Linked DNA regions of Sus scrofa: regions 2 and 3 are each linked to region 1. A link is a contact called in public Hi-C data. All regions are on one chromosome and are shown on one strand. Each heading gives the region's core, a stretch centred on a gene start, on an enhancer-like site or on the middle of the called end of the contact. The rest is flanking DNA. Distances are from core to core; before and after follow the strand shown.

Region 1 (4,016 bases), core at 1,078-3,577:
CTGGAAAAAGTCAAAAATACTGTGTAAAAGTATTTTTAAAAAGGCAATATTCATTTTTAACACCTGCAGGCAACCCTGTTAATATTTTGGTGTGCTTTGGGGTTTCTTCTCGGCTCCCTGCCCTGCAGCAATATGTCTTCCATGATATATTACTGATCTAGATCATGGTAGATGACTGTACCACTGCTTCTTACTAAGTACACAGGAGAGATAGAAAGTTCCAGTTTTCCAAATGCTTATAAGCAGTGATCTTCTGGTAGGACAGTATCCTTTTGGCAACATTCCTGCAAGCTCTATAGGTTTTGTTATGAGTCTTCCAGCATCAGCACAGAGCCAGGTCCACAGGTGCAACAGAATAAATATTTGCGGAACTGAACTAATTGTCTATGATGAACTGTAGCCTGGACCAATATGATGTGTGACTGGAGAGGAAGAAAAAAGATAACCCTGTAATGGCCTGCTTCTCGGGGCTACCGGAGCATCCACTGAAGATGAAAGAAAGGGTTAAAGGGGGCCATCCAGAGCAAAGATGGGACAGTGCCATCAGCCACAGGAAGGCCAGGTTTTCAAGGACTGACTTGGGGTAAGAACAACAAAAATACCATTTGTCCTTATCAGTGCTTTGAACATAGGGTACCATAGGTCTGTCCAGTGGAAACACAACTTTGAGAATTATGCTTTTCCTCTGCCTTTGATGTAAATTATACAGTCCTTTTGATCCCTTTGTTGTGATTAATTTGACCACCAAAGCAACTCTAAATTGGTTAAAAGTTCATTAGTGTGCAACAGTAGGAGCTTGATTGAATAAATTATGGTACATCCATACCATGAATACTGGGCAGCCAATAAAAATCATGCCTTCTCAGATCATCTAATTACATATAAAACCAAACTTACAATATATAGGCAAGAGTGGAAGGAGAAGCAGTTGCTAAAACTGAATAATCAGGTTATATGAAGATTCTAAGTGACTTTTATTTTCACATTCTTTCAAATTTTCTATTATGAGCACACTACTTCAATATTAAATATTAAGTTTCATGCTCTAAAAAAGAAAGTCTTTCAACTGACAACAAAAGGAAGAAAAGAAAAGAAAAAGGGTCTATTTGCTTGTTTCCAAGGAATGTACAATTCTGATGAGGGGTGAGACTCCTGAGCTGCTCACGGCATCTTTGAAGAGGAAGCAGCACAAGCTATGTCCCTGGGCCTTCTACCAGGAGGACCAGAGCCTGAGGACCTGGTGCTCGAAGCACCTGACTGTGCTTGGGGAGGGGACTGAGGTTCCCAGAGGACAGGGTGTCTGGGAATGGCTCCGGGAGCCAAGAGGACAATGGTTTCTAGGGCAGAGGGACCCGAAACTCCATTTCTAAGGACTCATCTGCTACAAATATTCATAGCATTGTGCAAAGATTTATCTTAAATAGCCTGAATGATTTCGAGAAGCGACAGAAAGAAAGAAAGAAAGAAACAACTTAAATGGCCAACATTTACAAGAGTCATTAAAGTACAACTGAACCCATCCTCACCGCCTCCCCCCTCAACCCCAAACCTCACTAAGAATATTTAGGCTAAACAGAGCAGGAAAGGAATGTAGTGAGTTTGGGAGGGGCTCTGGGTATGTCTTGGACTATTTGCACTGGAGCCTACCTCACACTCCTGAGAGTGTGACAGACATCCTTAACCGGCATTCTTCCTGTCAAGACCTGGACGTGGCGTGAACTTGAACCTGCCGGGTCTGGCTACAAGTTCAACAGCTAGGCCAGCTTTCTTTGGGGTACCATGCTGCTCTCTGAAGTTCTTCTCCATTCCAGGCTGGAAACCATAGAGCACGGCCAAAACCAGCCCAACCTTTAGAGCCCAAGAACTCAAGAGATGAGTGAAAACTGTCCTTGGCCTCCACAGGCTATCTCCTCTGTGGGGCTGTAAGAAAACCCACCCCTCCGCCAAAGGAGGAATGGCACCTGCCCGCCTCCAAGTGGCCACTGTCCCTATGCATGGCCTGCAGATGGTTTGTCACCTGCTCCAGAAACTAGGGCTTTTACCCATATGTCTGCTGCCTTTGATTCCTTCATTTAAAAATCAAGAAGGGGAAAAAGGAGTTTCGATTTGTCTTCGGCAGTGCTGCCAGAAAGGGTTTTTCTCCCGAGCTACTCTTCCCCCACACAGACCCTTTCTCCTGCCTTGCGCCCCCGGCCCCCCACCCGGTTTCTGATGAAGTCATCACAGCAAAGATTGCATAACTGCTGCAGAGGCCTATCTTGTGTTATACTGGGAGCCAGGCCAATGTTTCCATTTATAGACAAGAGCACCACCACACTGCCAAATGGAGCTCTCTGCTGCAACCTCTCCAAGACAGGCAGGAGGAAGCGGGCAGCGAGCTGGAGGGTAGGCTGTGCAGAGAAGGCCTGGGGGTGCCCTCCATTGTCTCTGAGGCCTTGGGCAGGTGGCTCAGAGATGCTGGGACCAATGCCCGGAAGAGCCTCTGGTACAAAGCAGCCCCCTGGACTCCCCCATCTCCAGGAGACACCCTGGGAGGGAGGGTCCGTGTCAGCCCGCCCACCCTGCTGGCTGAACCTGCATGTGGGCAAACCAGGTGCGATGATGGCAAGGCTCTGAGGGGAGGGAAGCCCTTGCCATGCCCCTGAGAGCAGAGCCAGGCCAGCTGTCATGGTGTCACGGTGGGGGACAGGGGGCCAGGACTCAGGGGAGGGCATGAGAAACGAGAGAAAAAGAGGAGTAACGTTTAGAAATCTGGGGTTGGTACTTTGCACACTTACAGATTTGGGCTGAGAACCACGTTCTTGGAGGAAGCAAGTCTCTAGGAGAAGGGCTCACCCAGGGTCAGGAAGGGCTGGTGGGCAGGAGGATGGGGGGCATCGGATCCTGGGCCCTACATCCACAATGACCCTTGAGTTGAGATTTTTAGATATATTCTCCACACGACGTTTTATGTGGGGTCATTGAGAAACCCTGATACAATTGAAAGGTATCTCCTATTTTACAGCTTTAAGTGGTGCCCTGTAACTAGATCACACTCCTCTAAGTCTGCTATGGGTTAATATTCTTCATAACTCTTGTATTTATCTTGTGAATTAGGTGTAAGTATACCACACTGTATTTTAAAAAATAGGGTTCCCGTTGTGGCGCAGCAGAAACAAATCCGACTAGGAACCATGAAGTTGCGGGTTTGATCTCAGGTTAAGGATCCGGCATTGCCATGAGCTGTGGTGTAGGTCACAGATGCAGCTTGGATCTGGCATTGTGTGGCTGTGGCGTAGGTTGGCAGCAACAGCTCCGATTGGACCCCTAGCCTGGGAACCTCCATATGCTGCAGGTGCAGCCCTAAAAAGGACACGAGACAAAAAAAAAAATAAAAATAAATAAAATAAAAATAAACATTATCTTTTCTTTTAACCTTATTGGCATTTCTTTTTTTTTTTTATGGCCATACCTGCAGTATATGGAAGTGACCTGAGCCACTGAAGTTGGATTCTTAACCCACTGTGCCACAGCAGAAACTCCCTGGAATTTCTTCCTTTTGTAAAACATACCAGGTGACTCCAAAAAATAGAAGTGGCCCAGGTCTTTTGTTAACCCTGAGTTGGTGACAAACTGGCATAAAAATAGTCTTAGGAGAAGTATAGGCCTCAAAGGGAGTTTCACTTATTCACTTGTGTCTCGGTGAGCACAGCTCCTGATCCCTCTTCCCCACCCCCCCAGTAACCTGGATAAAGGAATTTGGAAGCAATTAGAAATCATCCTTTCCACAGATCTTTAACTTTTCACTCATTTTACCTGAACTTCTCTCAGGTAGCGGCATGATTCGACAGTGCTTGGCATATGGCAGTGCTCATAAGTATTTGAATCATGATCACAATGTTGATAACAGGAATTAGAAGATGTTCAACATCACTCATTATTAGAGAAATGCAAATCAAAACCACTCTGAGTACTACCTTACACCAGCCAGAATGGCCATCCTCAAAACGTCTACAAACAATAAGTGCTACAGAGGT
Region 2 (4,016 bases), core at 1,030-3,529, 390 kb after region 1:
TGCTGAGTGAACCATGTTTCTTGAAGGACAACTCCCCCTCTGGGCGCAAGGCACCAAAGCGAAAGGAAAACTCTAAGGTAAGATGGCTATTAAACAAAGGTCCCTCCAAGACGATACATGCTCATGCTAAGAGAGATTAAAAGGCGCTGAGAACAACATAAGGAATTTTTAACACCAGTGGCTGAGTTGCTATTTCTTCCTCTGATATCATCACTCAGTATCTTTAATTTCTCCATTTAAAATTCTGTGTTGGCGTTTCCCCTGTGGGGCAGTGGGTGAAGGATCCTGAGTTGTCTCAGCATCGGCTCAGGCCGCTGCAAACCCAAAGGTTCACTGCCACCCAGCACCGGTGGGTTAAGGATCTGGCATTACCTCAGCTGTGGTGTCCGTCGCAGCTGCAGCTTGGACTTCATCCCTGGCCTGGGAACCTCCATATGCCAGAGGTGCAGCCAAAACAGAAAAAAAATTCTACGTTTTATACACACCACTATATATAAAATAAAAGGCAATTACCCACTGTATAGCACAGGGAACTATAGTCAATATCTTGTAATAGCCTGTAAATGGAAAAGAACCTGAAAAAGAATATATATGCATATATTTATACATGTGTATGTAAATATATAACAATCATTTTGCTATACCCCAGAAACTAACACAATGATGCAAATTAGCTATTCTTCAATTTTAAAAGCGGTTAAAAAATTCTGTGTTGAGGAGTTCCCATCATGGCTCAATGGTTAATAAATCCAACTAGGAACCATGAGGTTGTGGTTCGATCCCTGGCCTCGCTCAGTGGGTTGAGGATCCGTGAGCCGTGGTGTAGGTTGCAGACGTGGCTCGGATCCTGAGTTGCTGTGGCTGTGGTGTAGGCCGGCAGCTACAGCTCCAATTAGACCCGTAGCCTGGGAACCTCCATGTGCTGTGAATGCGGCCAGTAAAAAAAAAAAAAAAAAAAGATTTTTTTTTAAACTATGACAGATATATTTAAGTTCTTCAAAATCACACAGTAATGCACTTCTTCCTCTAACCTGGGCCACCAAGATGGTTGTGAATTTTAACATTGAAGAATTTACCCGGACAATTCCCCTCAAACCTTGTATTAGACTCCCTTGCTTAAGCAACCCTCTTGCTTCCTCCTTGTACAGTCTCATTTCTGTAAGTCTGTCAAAGCTAATTATCTCTCTTCTCAAATGTATTGCTCTTCAGTGCATCATCAACACATATATTACAAAAAGTTGAAGAAAACAGTGACGTGTGCGTTACACTGTGAAGGAAAAGACAGACATAAATAATTATTCAGAGTATCCACTCTCGGTTAATAGAGGCATGAAAATGGCATTAGGAAGAAGGGACGGGATACCAAAGCCAGCCAGTCCCCTCCCCCTTCCATATATGGTTGTCCTCACCCCCACCAGCCAATACCAGAAACTCCTACACCATCACTTCAGGGTAGCGAGGGAAGCAAAATTCTTAGCTTGGCAATCCTTTGACATTCCAGGCCGCAGATAAACACAGAGCCTACCAAACCGGTAACACAGACAACTGGCACCTCGGCAGAGGGAACAAAGCCACGATTCTCCCGGGCACACACTATCATTAGGCTCCTTTCCTTGAAACTATTGTTACATATTTCCCAGTGTTCCAACTTCAATCTCAGACCCAGACCACAAACGTCAAGGTAAAAAAAGGCCCCTGAATGATTTATATCAGTCCTTTCACTCTAAAAACAGGATCAAATGTGGGGGGGGGTCCATTTGAATTTCAATAGCCAGGGTGCCAAATATCCCAGCTTCTGGAGGTTCACCCAACTTTGCCACCCTCCAGGTTACCACCATGACAAGGTCCAAGTTCATCACAGGCTCCAGACTAACTCCACTCTAACACATACCATCTGCCAAAGAGTTTTTTTTTTCCAATATGGTTAGTCCTTGTTGTGACAGTTTTTTTCAACTATCCCTTCCATAGGTTCTGAGAAGGAAGCAGCATGAAATCCAAATCTGATGTCATTGTTTCCATGCTTCATTGAAGAAAACGAACGTGTTTTTAAAAATCCAATAGCAGCTGCAAACCCTTTAGGAATTCCCAGTTAAACTGCAAAGTACGTTCTCAACCATTTAGCCGTAACAACTTTCTAAACTGAGAAAGTTACTCCTTTAGAGAAACCACCCTGTTTACCCAACATCAGAGCGTCTCCTGGGGAAGGGGCTACTGCAGGATGTGAAGAGAATGTTACACCCGGGAGGCGCTGATCTGCACACACCACTGTGAGGAAATACCTGAAGTGATTAAAGATAACACCACCTGCACGCGCTGCAAAGGCGTCCCCTGCTACAGCTACATCTCTGCTCCCGGAGGCAGGGAGGAAGGAGGGACCAAAATGCCACAGTGGATTAGAACTGGGGACAAAAGGAGCACAGAATAGAAGATAGGAGCAGGCACGGGGGAGGTATGTTCTACCCGCAGGGCACTCCGGTATTGTGAGCACTCAGCCACTCCGAAGCCAAAACTCAGGGATGAACAATTAAAACAGTTGTATTTCTTTAGTCTCCAGGAAATTTTGTCGGCTCTGACAGAGGTCCGATTTCTTTGCATAAATGTTAACATCAACCTCAGAATCGCCTTGGTATGAATTTATCTCCGAGGTTATTAAACTCTCTTCAAAAAGAATGAGTCTGAAACCCTCACTTTTTGTAACACGTGTTTTTTTAAAAACTCCATAATAAGTTAAGACTTGATTCTCATCATGTATTCCCTGGAACAAATCATGTCGGGACTCTTTCAAAAAAGAAATGGAAAATGCTTTCCAAAAGGAATTAGAACTAGAAGTTTACTGCAGCCTAGCTGCAATCTCACCAGCCTTTGGAAAACAGTTTTAATCTAATAACTATAATCAGGAGCTATGAAATAACGAATATTAAAAACCGAGAATCATTTATCTGTCCACAGTCAATGCAAAGGTACATGTTATACTTGATGCTAAATGCTAGGCAGTCGTCCACCTTGTAAATACGTGAAAGTCGCCCTTCAATGAACATTCCAGGGCTAGAAGATAAAAGAAACAGATCCAGGAAAAATCCGAAGCAAACGCAAAAAAAGTCAGATGACACTGCTCAGAGGGACAGTAGACTGGCAAAAACGAAACTTCACTGTTTCAACTTGGCTGTCAGCAGGAAGAGTCACAGATTGAAGTTGCACGGCGTGACCAGCGCAGCAACTTTAAGGATGTCTTCGACGATCGGCCTGGCTGGCCTAGTTTCAAGATTAGAAGTAAGGTTCTTATTTTATGTGCCCAACCAACTCTTGCTATTTAAGCTACTGAAGCAGAACATACCTAGCTGTCTTTAGACCGAGGTCCCCTCCCCTAAAGGCTGCACTGAGCACACAGCTGCATTAGCTGAGCTGGCCAAAGGAGCTTTTCTCACTAAGATGCTATGCGGTGCAGCTAAATGGCAGAAAATGGCTGCTGCTAATCAGTTTCTAGGCCATCAATTGAAGCAGAACGCCTGCTTTACTGGACTCACTTGGGAGAGAATGACCTCTAAAGTTTAGGCTAATCACCTACATCTCTGCCCTTGGCTTCTTTCTGTGCTTCAAATAACCAGCCCTGCACATTCTGCACACGTTTCCAGGCCCTGCTGTCGCTGTGACCAAGATGAAGACATGAGGTGGTGGTAAAGGAGATGGGTGAAGAGGGACACAGGGGGCTAGAAGTTCACAAGGGCAGGGGACAGCAACGTGGGGATCCTCCCTAGAAAACAGCAGGGCCGGCCAAGGACCAGCACTTGCGCATGGCTTAACGTGGGCTCCTGTCCAAACGGATCGTAAAACCTAAAGGGAGGTCAGATAGGTGAGGCTCACTCCTTGGGAGGACATGGTTATTTGGAAAATACAGCTGCTCACACCACCTTTCCAAGATAGAACCCTGCAGTCAGGTGAAGGCAGAATAATAGTGAAGCCAAGAGTGTGGATGCTGGAGCCAAACTGTTCTGGCTCTGTAAGAACACTGACTGTCG
Region 3 (4,016 bases), core at 497-2,996, 300 kb after region 1:
CTCACTTGTGGAGCTTTATTTTGTCATCGGCTCTCCGTTTCAAAAATGGGCACAGCAGAAGATGAAGGTATCACTCAATTCTGAGCACTGGGCAACCAGCAAATAGCTCCGACCTAACCTGGAAGGGACTGAAAGTGAGTGAGATGATGTCTAGAGATCATCTACAAATTTTGGCTTTAAATGCTTTAGCTTAGACCTGTATTGACTGTCATTTACGTCATGGTATTAAGAAAAAGATAAACTCTTAAAACAAAAACATTCTAGTTGCTGAGCGCTTGTGAAGGTTTTTCCCTGGTAATTCCCTTTTGGTTAATCTGATCCCCCCACGCTTCCCCTTTATGAAAATATTTTAGTTTGGGTTCAAAAAAAAAAAGAAAAGACAGACAGAAGTTGGTATAAAGGCTAGAGAAAGTAGGTGGAGTGGGAAAATAACGATCACTTTTCTGTGTGATACTGAGTAAGTGGACGGGATTTCTGGTCCAGCAGTATGATAGGATTTCAAGTATGAAAGGAAAATTTCTTGAGGGAAATGGACAGTTTAACCATGAGTATCGTGCGTTTGATATCCTACCACAACACAAGCAAATCCAGGAATAGGTTACAGGAAACCACAACACCCTTGACTGAGAAACACGAGTTATTTTTTCCAAAGGCACAGGAGCCACCAAACAATAAGCCATCTCCAAAATGTCCAGTAAAGGACCTTTACTGGGAATCGATTGGGCAATGAACCGAAGAAAGCCTCCTGGTAACTGGACTTCATCTGGTTGCAAAAATACTGGATGCCTTCGCTCCTTTTATCACCAAAGATAGCAAACATTCTCCCTGGAAAACTTACCTAGAATCTGTCTTGTTGGAAGGTCAGATCTACAAAGCCGTAATTACTCAGGTAACTTGAGTCTGCTGTTGCCCAAAATACCCAAGTAATTATAGGAGAAAGGTCACTTCCTCTGTATAATCGCAACTCTACCACTGGCTGTCTACACTGGCAGTTATCCAGATAGGAACAGCCTTTCATCTCATCCTGTGCTTGCATAGACCTTACCAAAGACAATGACATTCTTAATGGGGAATTTTTTTTTAATTGCCTTTATAAATATTCCTCCGCTCTCACTCATTCCCCAGGATGATCAGATGACTCCTTCCACAGGACAAGATACAAAATACCCTTTGCCCATTTGTACATTCAAGGAAAGGCATTTCTGGACCAGAGTACTGCCAGACAGAAGAAAGGGAGAGGTGAAGAGGAAGAATGAACAGAGGGTGCCAAGATCTGCACGACTATAGGGATTAAAAGAGTCACAGCTGTGGAGAGAGGTGGGGGGGCGTGGAGAGAGAGAGAGAGAGAGGGAGAAGGAAGCAGAGCAGATATGCAGGTCTGTCTGCAGGTCGACAAACGTCTCATTCCGAGTTTGAGCTTTGACAACAGCCGGCAGTTTGGGGGCAGAAAGCAGCGCATCTGCCGGTCTGTGATTGCTGAAGAGAAGCGCCCATTCCCTTTCTCCACAAAGAAAAAATGGCATTTATCTCAAGTACAGCCAGGCAGATTAGGATTCACCTCCCCCACCCTCTTTCTTCCCTCTTCCTCCTCCTGGCTCCCTCACCGCCTCCCCTTCCTGTTGGAAAAGAAAAGGTGGGAGGGGAGAGGGAGGGGGAGGAGGACCCGCCGGCCACAGACAACGCGGTGGGAGTCTCTTTTCTTCGGCTTTTACCAGCCTATGGGGGTCAGGATGCTATTGGTTCAGCTTTACGGGTGATCTGCTGCCTCTCACTTAGCAACAGCGAGCCAGGGAGGCAGGAAGCGACGCCACCAGGCTCAGGGAGCGTGCGGATGGTTTAAAACGAGCCACTCACTCGGAGGGGAGACGGAAGGGGAGAGAGAGAGAGAGAAAGAGAGCAGTCTGAGCTTAACACACTGTAGCATTAAGAGCAAGGCTTAATCGGGGAGTTAAGCACAACCAACCGGCAGGCTATGGGGAAGAGCAGAGACTGGACAGGAGTTATTTTTAATGAGTACCTGTATAAATCATATACAGAAAGCCTTCCTGTATTTTTTTTTAAAGGACAAACTGCTCTGTGCTGCACGTGTGGTGCGTTGGGAGAGAGATCGGTTCTCTAGGCAAAAGAAAAATAATTATAATAAGAGATAAGATGAATCTAAAACTGTACAGCAGGCTTACTCGGTTTTATTTTGTTTTCACACCAGGGTGCTACTAGAAAAGAAAAAGTAAAATTGGGTGTACTTGAAAAAGCAATTGGCTATGTAATCCCAGGGTTTTGGGTGGATTTTTTTGTTGTTGGGTTTGTTTGTTTTTTTTAATTAGTCCACAGAGTAGCTGTTTCTAAATCCTAAATTCCATTTTAGCATTTGAGAATTAACTTTCTGGGGTGGAAAGCGCCAAAAAAGAAGTACATCTCTGCTGGAGAGAGATTTTTTTTTTTCTCTCTCTCTCTTTGCTTCCTTTGTGGTAAAAGGGAAATTTCTGAGAAGGATGCTGATAGAAGTTCTGAAAGCTCACACCGCCTCAATGTAACAGGGCTCAGGGCCAATAACAACAAGGAAATGTATTCCGCGAGTCCATATTCTTTCATTTCTCTTAATAGAATTTTCCCTTCCCCTCCATCCCAGGTCCCCCACCAGACTTGAGAAGGAGTCTGTCACTTCTGTTTATCCCCCTCAACTCAACCCACCGCATCACATCAAACAGCCTAGCCCCTGACTCTAAAATATAGATGGGAAGGTATCTTGCTTCCCTTCTTGGAGAGAAAAATGGTGCCTTTCAACATGGACTGGAGCTTTCATTGGTGTCAACTGGGGCCCTAGCGACAAAGACAAGCAGCCGGGAGGGCACAGATGGACCTTTATCTGCCCAAATAAACCAGACCCAATTAACCCCTTCAGCTCTGAGCAGTCAGAAGCCACTGACTACAGTGACACCTACTGCTCGGGGTGCAGTTGTACAACGTGGTACCACCTACCAGGTTCTCAACATTTGCTCCACTGATAGGGGTTCCACTGAATACACATTTTTCTACTCTGGGCAGCTGGCCGCAGGACCTCCTCATGGGTCAGGGGCCCTCTCCCCTGAGGTACAAATGCTCCCGTGTAGAAACTGACTCACTAGCAGTGACTGTACACAAGAGGGAGAGAGAACATAATTGGACAAGAGCCTCCTTCAGAATCACGATGAAGGTCAGATCACTTTTATTAACTATCCTCTTTGATACCTGGTTAAATATCTTGGGCAAAATGAAACTTTTATCCAGCATCCACGGAATTTTACTCTATAGAGAAATATATGACAGTGAAGGATTAGTACAATAAAGGTCTTTGAAACTCCACTCCCATAGTTTATATAATAGCATGTTAATCAATTCACATTTCTTTTACTCTATGTGTATAGTCAGATCCCAGAAATTCCCTTGCATTGAGGAAAAAAGTCCATTTAATTATAAACGTTAAAGTTATAGCCTTCTGAAAGCAAGCAAAAATGCCTATATGTTAATGACAAAAATATCTATCAGCCTTATGATTTTTTTTCCAGTAAGGACAAGAAACAATGTCACTAACAGAAGCCATGATTTCTCCCAAAATAGGCACTATATTTAAAACTATATTAAAGGTGCCAAAATGATTGTAAAAGTAATGTCAGGGGTCAGGTGATACAGCTTGATTCATTTTTTTGGGGGAAAAAAAAAAAAGTCTAAGGTGTCTTCACCAAGATAGGTACACACCGAACAGAACACCAGTAATGCTGAAAATTCAAATGTCGCTCATCTTTAAAGATGCTCAAAGTGCTGTGCAAATATTCTGCTTTTTATTCCCAAACTTCCAAACTTTTTATGTCCAACTAGATGCTAGGTTGTGACATTTCATTTCCCATCTGGGAAACAGGAGTCTTGCAGATTACCCAGTGTCACAGAGGGAACCATTTTCAAGCTGAAGTCAGAAGCAGGTTCTTGATGTCTAGCCCATGGGCCATGGGTACCTGGCAATTCTCTGACTCCCATGGTGA

What was found. Hi-C and Micro-C count contacts between places; a contact is called where the count stands out from the background.
Region 2: a contact with region 1 is called in a Hi-C map of omental adipose tissue, with 2.1 times the contacts expected there. The contact joins two enhancer-like sites. A contact is called at or near these places in 6 of 47 Hi-C or Micro-C datasets (embryonic fibroblasts, epiblast stem cells, omental adipose tissue and 3 more) and 1 of 2 datasets of contacts at active chromatin or transcription factors (skeletal muscle).
Region 3: a Hi-C map of fetal skeletal muscle shows a contact between it and region 1, with 1.6 times the contacts expected there. The contact joins two enhancer-like sites. A contact is called at or near these places in 5 of 47 Hi-C or Micro-C datasets (embryonic fibroblasts, epiblast stem cells, fetal liver and 1 more) and 1 of 2 datasets of contacts at active chromatin or transcription factors (skeletal muscle).

What each region holds. Positions count from the first base shown.
Region 1 is chr8:87,283,367-87,287,382 of Sscrofa11.1, reverse strand. All of the region lies in intron 4 of MAML3 (mastermind-like protein 3), which reads right to left. Among named protein-coding and RNA genes, the nearest start is that of MGST2, 110 kb to the left of the region's middle. Within about 2 kb of position 2,327, at least 36 of the 83 cell types and tissues checked have an H3K27ac peak or open chromatin away from gene starts, as enhancers often do. A contact at or near this core is called in fetal liver, fetal skeletal muscle, omental adipose tissue and 1 more, where this site is marked.
Region 2 is chr8:86,891,449-86,895,464 of Sscrofa11.1, reverse strand. The region is part of intron 1 of MAML3 (mastermind-like protein 3); the gene reads right to left. Among named protein-coding and RNA genes, the nearest start is that of MAML3, 14 kb to the right of the region's middle. Within about 2 kb of position 2,279, at least 19 of the 83 cell types and tissues checked have an H3K27ac peak or open chromatin away from gene starts, as enhancers often do. A contact at or near this core is called in omental adipose tissue, where this site is marked.
Region 3 is chr8:86,979,636-86,983,651 of Sscrofa11.1, reverse strand. All of the region lies in intron 1 of MAML3 (mastermind-like protein 3), which reads right to left. Among named protein-coding and RNA genes, the nearest start is that of MAML3, 100 kb to the right of the region's middle. Within about 2 kb of position 1,746, at least 63 of the 83 cell types and tissues checked have an H3K27ac peak or open chromatin away from gene starts, as enhancers often do. A contact at or near this core is called in fetal liver, fetal skeletal muscle and skeletal muscle, where this site is marked.